2 separate regions of the Hordeum vulgare genome follow, and region 2 is linked to region 1. Evidence: chromatin contacts called from public Hi-C data. All regions are on one chromosome and are shown on one strand. The core of a region is the stretch at or near the end of the contact, and the rest is flanking DNA. Distances in the headings are between cores, read along the strand shown.

The links. Hi-C and Micro-C count contacts between places; a contact is called where the count stands out from the background.
Region 2: a Hi-C map of leaf shows a contact between it and region 1, with 4 times the contacts expected there. The contact joins the promoter of LOC123442594 here to the promoter of LOC123442546 in region 1. A contact is called at or near these places in 2 of 6 Hi-C or Micro-C datasets (leaf and seedling).

The regions. Positions count from the first base shown.
Region 1 is chr1H:426,977,301-426,983,309 of MorexV3_pseudomolecules_assembly, reverse strand. LOC123442546 reads right to left here and starts at 2,760. Exons shown (of 4, transcript XM_045118620.1): 1 at 2,246-2,760; 2 at 1-339. The coding sequence starts at 2,414.
Region 2 is chr1H:427,273,841-427,279,849 of MorexV3_pseudomolecules_assembly, reverse strand. It overlaps LOC123442594 (ubinuclein-1), which reads right to left and starts at 3,033. Exons shown (of 13, transcript XM_045118686.1): 1 at 2,436-3,033; 2 at 1,631-1,717; 3 at 1,434-1,526; 4 at 911-987; 5 at 1-567. The coding sequence starts at 2,744. LOC123442611 reads left to right here and starts at 3,302. Exons shown (of 8, transcript XR_006630495.1): 1 at 3,302-3,513; 2 at 3,704-3,797; 3 at 3,936-4,123; 4 at 4,194-4,841; 5 at 4,923-5,157; 6 at 5,773-5,852.

The sequences.
Region 1 (6,009 bases), core at 1,511-4,010:
TGTTGGTTCCAGCACCATATGCACCATTTTGGGAAGCTTTGGGCCTTTGACAAATGACAAACTTAAGCTTCTCTGCTGCCTCAATATCATTTCTTGCTTGTTTAACGGGAACTTCTGATAAAGCAATGGCTGGATATTTGCTTTCAGGTGTTTTTCTCGCAACTATCCTGCTATTAGAACCATCAACTAAGCTATCTGCTACTGTAGTCTCTAAACCATAATGTTGTGCAACACGATGAGCAGCACAGCGGAGGTAGGAAGTTGGAAAATGCTGGAATTCAAATTCATGCAGTTGATGATTCTGCATAAATTTCTGTATATCCATTTCCATCCGCAAAACTGTTGTAGAGGAGAACAAAAATGATTATACGGTAATAGGTAGACAATGACATAAATACATGTACAAAAAAGCCAGAATATCTGAACACATAAAAGTACAGTGCAGCTTAACTGGTAGAAATAAATACATAATAAAGTGGACAGAAATTGTAATGACCAGCAATAATCTTACAATCTACAAACTGACTCCATAAAACACAATCAGGCAACTTCAATACACTGGTTACAGCACCTATGTTAAGGTATTTCCCATGTGAGAATTCATGCAGCAAGTTGAACCATGTCGTTTTTGCAAATACCACTAGAGAATGTAAGAGAACTGAATGAATTGAAAAAAAAAACTTAAAACAAATCACATACTCAAATTCAGGTAGATTTCTATACTTGTGGACAGAGATATGATGCTATCGCAGTAACAGAGTTTTTTATTTGATTTTAATGTACTCCCTCCGGTCCTTTTTACTCCGCGTATTAGATTTGTGTCAAGTCTGACAAAATTTATATTAATAAATATCAACATCTACAATATGAAATGTATACACTATGAAACTAAATTTCATAATGAATCTAACATTATTGATTTGGCATTTTGAATGTTGATAATTTTTTCTATAAATTTGGTCAAAGTAGAGATACTTTGACTGCGGACAAAACTTATATGCAGTATAAAGCATTGACGGAGATGTAAACTTAGACACCACCCTAAGCTGTGCATGTGCAGAGCCATAAGTGAGGCACTCAGGAGAGGAGAGTACTCCATCCAGGACTGTAGATTTCTGCTAAAACTCAGAGGGCAAAGGTGCACACCAATCACAGCAAAGGACGAGTTTGGACAGGAAGTGGACATAGAAAACAAAAGGCAGGAAATGCTAGGCATAAAGAGAGCTAAATTGGCCCTAAATTGCATATACTGGATTTTGTTCTACTCTATCATCCACATAAATTGAAAAGGAAGGAAATGAGGCACATATAGTTGTAAAACAGCCGCAGATAAAGGATAGATCAGCTGCAGCCTGCAATTGAAAGAAGCTCATCCCCATGACCTCATTGAGATGTTGAGAATTGCAGATGAAGATCACTAATCACCAGCCCCCCTCCCTGAATCATTTTCCTAATTACAGCAGCGACTTGTGCAATAGTGGCTATCTCATCATTGTCTGTACACCTAACAGGATACAGCTGGTTTATCAAGACACAGGAATACTGGTCCAAACCATGAGTCTAGAGCTACCGAAATAGCAGCCACTTGTGGAGTTCAGAATATAATATCTAATGCAACTCTAATTGCTATTTGGGTAGAGAAAAGTGGAAATGCGGTATGTCAGGGATAAATAACAATTAGAATAGCAGGCACAGGGCGTTTCTAGAGAAGTTTAGAATCACATAAGCATGCATCTGCACATTATTATCAGCAATAGTCACATATACTTGACCAATATCAACCAGAGCAAACTACTAACTGCGTCAGTATTGTTCTCTAGCCCATGGAGAGTACAACATCAGCACAATCAACATTGTAGTATGTAGCAACAAGGAAGCGCAAGCCAGCACTCTTCTAGCCTATGAGATAGACATACTGGCGGAATTCGATTCGATTTAGCCCGAATTGCAGAGCATCAATTACATCATCTATCTCCGAGCTACCTCAAGCATGGGAAGAATCCAGCCCCCAATTCCACACCAGATGGCAGATGCTATGGCATACACCAGGAAACGAAGCCCTCCCTAGAAGCTAAACACGAATCGTCGAATCCAATCATAAATCACACCGCACATCGAAACGCACCCACCGCGAACGACACATCCTGTCATCACGAATTAAAGGCAGGACAGCGTAACCCTAGCTGCGCGAGGACGACAGAGATAGGGAATTGCCGAAAGAGATAAGGTTGCGATGCAGACGTACCCATGAGGCGGTGGCGGGGGTTGTCGAGCGCCTCCACGAGGAACGGGTCGACGTGGGAGGCTACCCTGTCGTCCACCTCCGTCGCCTCCCTCGGCCGTCCCTCGTCGGCGGGAGGCGAGGACGGCGTCGGCGGCGGGGCGGTGGCGGCGGCGGAGGAGGAGGAGCTCATCGTGCGCGGCGAGGGGAGGGGTGGTAGGGGTAGGCGGAGAGAGGGGAGCTGCGGCCGGGTACGGCGACTCGCCTGCCTCTCCCTTCCCCTCCCGCTTCCCGATCCCGAAGTGGCTGCGCTGCGGAGAAGGCGAAGCGGAGCCCGAGAGGAGGAGAGAAGCGGGTTCCCGACGCGACCACGGCTCCGGATTTTTCTAAACGCCGCGTGGGTCCCGTCTCATTCCGCGGCTGGATGCCTGGATGGGGTCGGATTGTGGTCGAGGAAGCTTGATTTCGACCGTTCGTGCAGGAGCTGCCACACGGTGCGCCGTCCAATCCTACAAACCAACGGACTCTCAAGATTCGTCAACTGTTAAAAAAAATGTACAGGGTAGCTTATTCGAATTTCAGGTCAGTCCATTTTGAAAATAAGTAAAAGTAGTCCCGAAGATGAAGAAGGAGGTTGTCGATGTCGGGGAAGAAAATCCTCACTATCTATCTTAGGATGACGAATGGGTGCAAGTTCGTTGAAGAAGCACCCCCACTTTCGGGCCCTTGGAATCGGGGGTGTCCAGGCCCGTCGGCCTGCGGCCCCAGCGCAACGCACTGCACATGCCCGATTCAGCCTGGCGGCGGGCCCAGCAAGCAAGATCAAGCGCCGGAGGATCATTGTCGAGGACCGCACGAGGCTGCTCGTTATAAGGGCGCGTCCCGAGGCCCTCGCGGAGCGGGCTCGTCAAGGGCGACCAGGCACGGTCTCGTGACCATGCATCTTCACGTGGGTGACGCAGGCTGTGCACGCAGCGCAGGAGCGGTGCTAGCGGGCACGGAGAGAGAGGCTTTCCACTTTCGTGCTAAGCTAGCGGGGCCAGCTGACGGACTCCCAAAGCAACCCCCAAAAGCTTCTCATTTGGTGCAAGAGGACCAAGGCTTTGGGCTCGGCAAGACGGAGGTCACCCCCGAGCGCACCAACGCATCATGGCGAAGAGCTTTAGCACGCGAAGACCATCTTTATCAGGGCAAGCTGCAGCTTGACCCCTTTCAAAATGGTCGTTGTGGCAACCCTTTTTGCCTAGTGTGTGTTTTGCGGGGGAAGAGGACCAAGGCGAGTATAGAAGAGAGGCACAGCCTCTGTAGAAAGGATCCATCATCTCCTTTAGGGCAACAACCCACCTTGTACACTCTCTCTCTCTCTCCCACAAGCAATCCACACAAGCAGGAGTAGGTTTTTACACCGCAAGGTGGCCTGAACCTAGGTAAATTGCGCGTGTATTCTTGTTCATCTGGCTTAGCTCGAGCCATCGGAGAGTCATCGTGAAGTTGAGAGGCAGAACAAAGCAAGAGAGCGAGCGCACCCTAGTGCTCGAACCTTTCTGGGTCTGCGGAGCCCCGATTCTGACATTTGGCACGCCAGGTAGGGGTGCGCAGCCGTACTCCAGCTTCAGTTTCATCTCCAGCTTCACCGACCCCATGGCCAACGCTTGCCGCGCGCGCCCCGAGCGCTCGGTGACGGACGGCCGTCATCGACCCACCAGCGTAGCGGCCACCACCATCGTCGTCTGCGCCGCCCAGGAGCAACAGGGCTCCCCGCGCCCCCCGGTGCAGCAAGGCGGCCGCCTCGCTGCGTCCCCCACAGCTTATTCCTTGGCCAGTGTCCATATAGGAGACTTGAACGCGTAGGACGTGTTGCTCATAGCGAGCAAACTGCTCCGCCACCGCCCGACGGACGGAGGCTACGACGCCTGGGCAGACCACATCGTCGAGCTTGTCACCATCGTGAGGAGGGCCCTGGCGCCCTACGTCCCCCGGCGCCAAAAGCGGGGGGCTCGACCAGCGAGCCGCCTCCGCCGCTGCACGGCGACTCGCTCAGCCCACAGCCCGAGGGGCCCGCGCGGGGTCCACCTCGCGTCGTACTCCTGCTCCTTTGGGTCCCGGTGACTGGCTTTGGGCCGCCGTCGAGCCCCTGCGGCGGCGTGCCCGAAAGACTCGGCGGACGTTTTCTGCTCACCACAACGAGTGCACTCACAACATGGAGGACCGCGGGGCAATCAGGTCTTCCCGCAGTGAGCGCGCCATCCAGCGCCAGAATTGCGTCGCCCGCGCCGCCGGGTGGGAAGGTGACTACGGCAGCGACTGAGGGGATGACCTCAGGAACCACCCTCACTAGGGCCGGCGCGACCAACCTTGCAGTGACAGCGGAAGCAGTCTGCCTCAAGAAGACGCTCGACGCGGGTGGCCACGTGCCACGCATCCTGCCACCACGGTCACGGGCCCCAGGGGGAAGGGTATCGCAGTAGACGCTAGTATCACGGGCCTCACGCCCCAAACCAGCGCCCTCCTCCCTTCGGCATAGGAGTCCGCGTCGGGCGCCCTCGTCAGGCCGGGCTCCCGCCTGGAGCCGCCTGGCTTGGTCGATGTGACAAAGGGGTGCCCGGGGACCTCGTGGAGGCGCGCCCTCGCGCGCGCCCCCACGAGCCGAGAATGTAGCGCCAAGCGCCAAGGGCACAGGGCTTCGCCGCTCAAGAGATCAGCAAGATGCAAGAGGTGTGGGCCATGCATGCCTCGCGAAGCGTCGGGCCCCTCTGGCCCATGAAGCCTCACGAGCCAGAGTGTTTTATGATCATTTTATAGCAACTTTACATCATTTTTTGGGACTAACCTATTGACACAGTGCCTAGTGCCACTTGCTATTTTTTCCTTCGCACAAAATCAATATTAGATGAAGTCCAAATGCCACGAAACTTTACGGAAAATTTTTTAGACCAGAAGGATACTTGGGAGCCAAGAAGGAGCAGCATAGGAGGCCCAAGCGGCCCAGTAGACACCAGGGCGCGCCCACGGCCCCTAGCGCGTCCTGGTGTCTAGTGGGGTCATCGGACGCCTCCTCCACCGCCTATGAGCTCTATAAATACCCCAATATTCAGAAAACCCTAGAGAAGTTGACGAAAAATTGTTTCAGCCACGCAAGTTCTAGAAGCCACGAAATCCAATCCAGAGCCCGTTCGAGAGAGGAACACGATCACAGAGGGGTTCATCATCCTCACTGGTGCTCCTTCGAGGATGCGTGAGTAGTTCATATCAGACCTACGAGTCCGTAGGCAGTAGCTAGATGGCTTTCTCTATCATTTTGTTTCTCAATACAATGGTCTCTTGGAGATCCATATGATGTAACTCTTTCTTTTGCGGTGTGTTTGTTGGATCCGATGAATTGTGAGTTTATGATCAGATCTATGAAAACATATTCATGCTTGATTATTATACCCTCATATTTCTTCTCCTATATTTGATTTTTGTCTGGCCAACTTGATCTTTTATCTTGCTATGGGAAGAGGTGCTTTGTGATGGGTTCAATCTTGCGGTGCCCAATCTCAGTGACAGAAAGAGACTTGACACGCATGCATCGTTGTTATCAAGGATAAAACAATGGGGTCTATTCCTACATGAATAGATCTTGTCTACATCATGGCATCGTTCTTAAGGCATTACTCCATTTCTCCATGAACTCAGTACACTAGATGCATATTGGATAGCGGTCAATGTGTGGAGTAATAGAAGTAGATGCAGGGAGAAGTCGGTGTACTTGTCTTGGACGTGATACCTATATACATGATCATTGT
Region 2 (6,009 bases), core at 1,784-4,283, 300 kb before region 1:
TGATTGGCACCAAATTTTTCTTTTCGGTGCATTTTCTTTGGCAAATCTGGCTTCGCCACATTAGAGGATTTTTTCAATTGGAGATCAAGTTGTACTGCAGTATCCTTCTCCAAGTATGCTGGATAAGGGTTTGTGGCATTAGTTGTAGACTTACGAGCAAAATCAACAGCCTGCGGCACTGAAGTTTTATGCTTGTTCAAGTCCTTTATTTCTGAAGAAGGTAATGAAACACCCTTACTTGGTAACTTCGGATGTGATGCATACTCGGCACCAGTTGCATTGTCACTGGCATTCACTTTCTGCATTCTTGCAGGGGAAATACTTTTATTCGCCAAAGGTTTGTTGCCTTCAGAGTGATATTCGCTGTAAGAACTTAAGTTGCTACTTGCTATATGCTTTCCTATTTCAAGAGCATTCCTTTTAGGGACTTTTACAGGCATGCTGCCTGGTGCAAGATCCTTGCTATTTTCGAGGTAAGAATTTGAAGAGTCTCTTCTTCTCCGTTTCTTTGGTCCAACATTTTGTACTGTGCCATCTGGTCCAACATTTTGTACTGAGCCATACTCACTGCAAAACAAAGCTGAAGTAATGTCATTATTTATCTCATATAACGGCACATATATAAAGCATGTACGCCGTAAGCTTGAGTTGCTATTTAGTACTCCCTCCGTCCCAAAAGGCTTGTCTTAGATTTGTCAGATACGGATGTATCTAGACTCATTTTAGTGTTAGATACATCAGTATCTAGATAAATCTAAGACGAGTTTTTTGGGACAGAGGTAGTTAGTATATCACCCACCCTAATACAGCTATGAAGAATTAGCACAAGTAAGACCCAGCACAATGCCTGTTATAAATAAAAATTGTGCAGCTCAATAGTGGCAAAACAACTAAGTATCACAAGAATTACCTTTGTTCCAGTTTCCCTTTGTTCACAAAAAATCCAGTGTGCTTGGTTTCCAAATTGTCAACTTCAAAGTACTCATCCTATAAATGCAAGTAATAGCCAATCCAACAGTTGCTATTAGCCTCACATTCTCAAAAAGTCTGACAATACAGCAACAAAAAATTGAACTTGCTGTCTAACATGGCAGCAGGAAACATGTCCGCACAGAAACTGCATCAGTATATTCTAACAAACTGGCATCAGTACAGTAGGATTTGACTGTTCTTGCAATAAGAAAGAAAGAAAGAATAGAAATGAACGCATCATTCTCAATATTGGTGAAAAAGGTCAGGTGAAGTGGTTGTCCCTAAGGTAAAGAAAGAATAGAAATTGGCACATCTTTCTCGATATTGGTGAAAAAGGTCAGGTGAATTGGTTGTCCCTAAGGTTCTATTATAGTCCTTATGTTTATAACCAATTCAGCATCATCCAGGTAAATTGCTAGCATCCAGGTAAGAAAGTAGTCTGAAGCAATGAAAGAACTAACCAATTCAGCGTCATCAATGAAAGAATCTTCAGTGTCATACTGATCATCATCAGGCACATCATCCAGATCTTCTTCGTCACTACTATGTTTTCCCTGTCAAAGTGCAGTACGAGAACACGGGGCAAAGACGTTATGCACATGGTGTATATTAAGTAAAAATTGCATGTCCTCTCTTGACATAACAACATGTCCCTTACCATGTAAAGGCGCTCAATTTTCTCAATAACTGCATTGAACCGATTTGACTGTGATGGATCATTTGGGTCGTTTTCTGTTGGATGTACCTGACTCAAAAACGATGAGATAGCCTCAATATCAAATACAACAATAATCCAACTGTTTTGCAACAACAAAAAACTAATTAATCTATCAATCACATGTGAAAATAAACACAAGATAGGCTGATTAATCCAGTGAACGGGTAAGTGCAGCAGCAGTCATTGTTAATGTTAAGGATCAATACATGAAATTTTTTCATATACTGGACTACTAGGAAGAAAAATTAATTAGGAAAACGGCTTGTCTCTTGTATATAGTGCATATCAAAAGTAAGCAATTTCATTTTACAGTAACCACTTCATCAGTTATCCTGAAGAGCTTTTTTGAATTATCTTGAGTTTTTTGCTGCACATCTGGTTGAAGGGTGCATATGTTTTGATGCTCCGGAGGAGAAGCGAAGCAGACATAATCCTACCTCCTTGCAAAGGCTTCCACGACAACACCTGATGTATGCCGTATCCTTATGATACGACTACATCTCATGACTTTTGCTGTTTGTACTAAATTTCTCTGTTGCAAACTCCTTCTACTCTCGCTCTACAAGTCTACATTTCTCCTCACCTGGATACAGCAGGTATCGTATCTAGCTAGTCTCCAACAGTTGCACGAATAAAATCCCAATTTCTACATCCCTCCCACTTGAAATCCCTCGGTTTGCAGGACTGATCAGCACCCTTAAGCGTATACAGCGAGGACACTTACAAGGGGGGCACGACAACCTACCGCAGCACCAGACGGCCCCGCGAGGGGGGCGACGACCGGCTGTACCGCCGCAGCCGCGGCGGGCAGGGAGGGCGGCGGGGCGGCTCCCAGGCCGGCCTCCTTGAGCAGCTTCTTCCACGACACAATGGTGGTCTCCCCGGGCCTGAGCTCCACGGAGAACAGCTGCCTCCCCGCCGGCGGGGCCACCACGGCAGGCGGCGGCGGCGGCACAGGAGAAGCAGCAGGAGCCCTCGCCGCAGCCTCGGCCGGCACCGCGGCGGGAGGGGGAAGCGCGGGGGCTGGCAGGGCGGCGGCCGCGGGGTCGTCCATGACGGCGGGAATTGCGCGATTAGGGCCCCGGATCAGCGGGCTAGCGCATCGGATCGAGGGGGCCTGGAGGGGTTATAGGGCCGCGGGAGGCGGGCGGCAGGTCGGCGACGGCGGGGTGGGAGGGGGAGGGATGCGCGGCGCGGCGCGGCGGAGCGGGGCGCGCGGGATGGTGCCGGTGCTTGTAAGGTGGGTGGGTGAGGAGGACGACGGGCGTGGCCGGGGCCGGGGAAAGGCTCGTCTCCTCTCCACAACGGCTGGACGGGACGGACGGTACGGCCGTGGATTTACTTTCCTTTTCTCTGCTGCGCTGCTACCCCTCTCTCTCTCTCTCTCTCTCTCTCCTCCTCTCCTCTCGCCGTCCGTCGCCGTCGACGTTTACCGTTTCCGCTCGCTCGCGGGCTGGACTATGATCACGATGGTCTGTCCGTTTGCGGGCCCTCCCCCGTCGGCCCATTAGCGTGCGCCCGCTCAATTGCCTTTCTGGGCCTTCTCTCGGCCTATTCGATCCGAGGCGCCGGCCCTCTCCTCCTCCTCCTCCTGAGCGGAGCATCTTCTTCCCTGCCTGTTCGCAGCCGCAGTTCGCTTTTGCTGTTCATTCACGATTCTCGCTTTCCCCCCAGGTTCCACGGCGAACGCTGCCGCCGAAGATGAGCCCTAAATCCACAACACCTCAGAAACTCCCTCGGCCGTAGCCCCCCCCTCCTTGCCGCCATTATCGAAAGGGAATCGGAAAGGCGGCCAACCCACCGGTCTCCTCTTCATCCCGCAGGTAAGCGTAAGCTTCGTCCCCCAAATCTTCCACGCCTAGGCCCACAGTGTTCGACCGGGGATTCGGCCGCTGGTCGGCTTCCCTGCGCTTCACCGGTTTCTTCTCTCCGTGCTGCATGCGCTCCGTTCTTGCCTGCAATACATGCCCTGCGGCTATTCTGCGATCTACAGAATGGGGTTTTGTTGCGCAGGGGTCAGCAATCTCTGCGGGTTTCCACTCGGATCTTTCATCCTAGGGTGATTTTAGCCGCATGCAGTTCCAGTGGCAGCTTGTTTAGTGCGGAGGTATGATTCTGGTGCGCTGCTTTGTAGGCGCGACACATCTGCACAAATTCGTTTCAGTGCTGTATATGCTCGATGCCAAGTGTTCGTCCAGTGTAAATGGTCAGAGTTCTGACCTCATCTTCTATCTTGCCATGGTAGGAATAGGAAGAGTGTCCAAGAATCGTAATGCGGCATCGTTTCACGAGGATACCCGGTGATGAATTGGGGTTCACTAAATTTGTTCACTGCCATTGGGATTTTTGTTAGAACGCAGCGTGCAGTTGCCATGATGTTTCGGTGTCGGTTGTGTGCATGAATCACCTGCTCATTCTACTCCGGATTTTATGGTTAGTTACTGATAGGATGACTGTTGATGCATACTACGTAGTGTAATATAAGGCTTCTTGAATTTTTCAGACAATAGGCGAGATGAAGAACCAGAAAATGGCGAATGGATCAGCACGCGGCAACAACAAGGTGTTCGACAGTTTGGCTCGCAAAGATGTTTCAGATATTGATCCGTCTTACAAGGTTTTCTTGGAAAATCTAATTGAAGATGGAAGTGCGTATCTATTCCATATGCCAAATGGGGACCATGGCTTGCCTGCTTTCGTCAGGTATGAAGAGGATGATATGTCATATGGAGGCACAAATGCCAGAGACGGCACAAAGGTCCCCAATAAATTGCCACACACAAGCCGGGGTGGTCCAAATGTTAAGCGACTAGATCAAACATCAGGCAGGGCTTTCGATGATGTGGGTCATTCCTTTCTACCAAGGACATCATCTTTAAAGAAGAACACCTCAGAGGTTGATGAATCTTATGCAGAATTTCTGAGCCTCTTGAAGATCAAGGATGGTTTCATGGTTCTTGAGCTGGAACCAGGTGTTACTGTGGTATATGAGCAAGAGGAGGAGACACCCCCTGGATATGATGAGTTGAGAACTTTGGTTATGTCTGAACGTGGAATTGATGGGCCTGCTCCAGACAATTTGTATAGTCAGGATTTAATCTGCACAGATGAGCATGGACGTGTACCTTGTACTGAATCTTCTGATTTTAACGTGAGTTCTACTTCTGTTTAGTTTTCTTGGTTATCTTTTAAATTATTGCGTTTTATTTCATAATTTGTTTTTTTGCGGCAGGCATGTGAAGATTGTGAAGAAGCGCCTCTTGCTCTTAGTTGTGGTGCTCCTTCTACATTTGATGAAAAACTTGATTCTGTTTTAAGTCGGCCATATGACCAAAATGAATACGAAGAGCTTACGAGAAAAGCCACTGACCAGAAGCCTGTGAGCAGACTAAGACAATTGCGAAGTGGATCCAAACGCTATGCCACAGGATTCGTTGGACTGTCATATCTTGATCACTACCCAGGTGGTTACTATGTTGTCTATGGGCAACCTTTTTATTCCGTTGCTGCGCCTTTCTTGTGGCTATGGTCTTGAGTTCGGTGAGGTGTTGATAAGCATTTCTCAAACTGTGCATTTTATGGTCCGGTACAAATCATAACTGATTTATGCTCCCAGCATATAGCTCTGACCAAACCAGTGATTGAATAGCCATGTTCAAATGTTTCCTTCCAAACGGATCACTGAATTCGATTAGAAGTCACTAATTTAATCTGTTCATCACCAGTTTGTATGCAAATAAAATTATTTATAGCATGTATGACAGGACAAAAAATCTTGATATTTAAGTGGCTTGGGTTAGCTAGTTGTGGCTGCTTTATTGTGCCTAGTGAGCTTCCTTCTATAAACAGACGTTTGAAATTTTGGATGCATGATGCCTTTCATTATTGCTCTGCCTTGCTTTGACGCAAAGTAGCTGTAGCATTTTTATCAACTTTGTGATCAAGATTCTCATGGCGCCTGTAGCAGTTTTGGAGGCTGTACTTTGGTGCTGCAACATAAAGTAGTATTCTATGAATTATTCGGCAATAGTCGGATTCCTCAATTGCATTTGTATCATGCTTTACCACCAAAACTGATGCAGATCTGGCCAAGCAAATCGACACTGCTGACACAAATGAGAGGCGACTGAACCTCCTGCGAAAATTCTTCTTCTGGCTAGAGGTGATCTATGCTCACCATCCTAGTTATTGTTCTTTTCTGTCACTAGCAATGATATCTTATAGTGGAAGTCAGAATTAGTGATTTATAAATGGTCTGAAGTTAACGGTTTTGCCCAACTGAGCTAAGGTTCATCGTGGAAGCTCCTTAAGTAGGGATA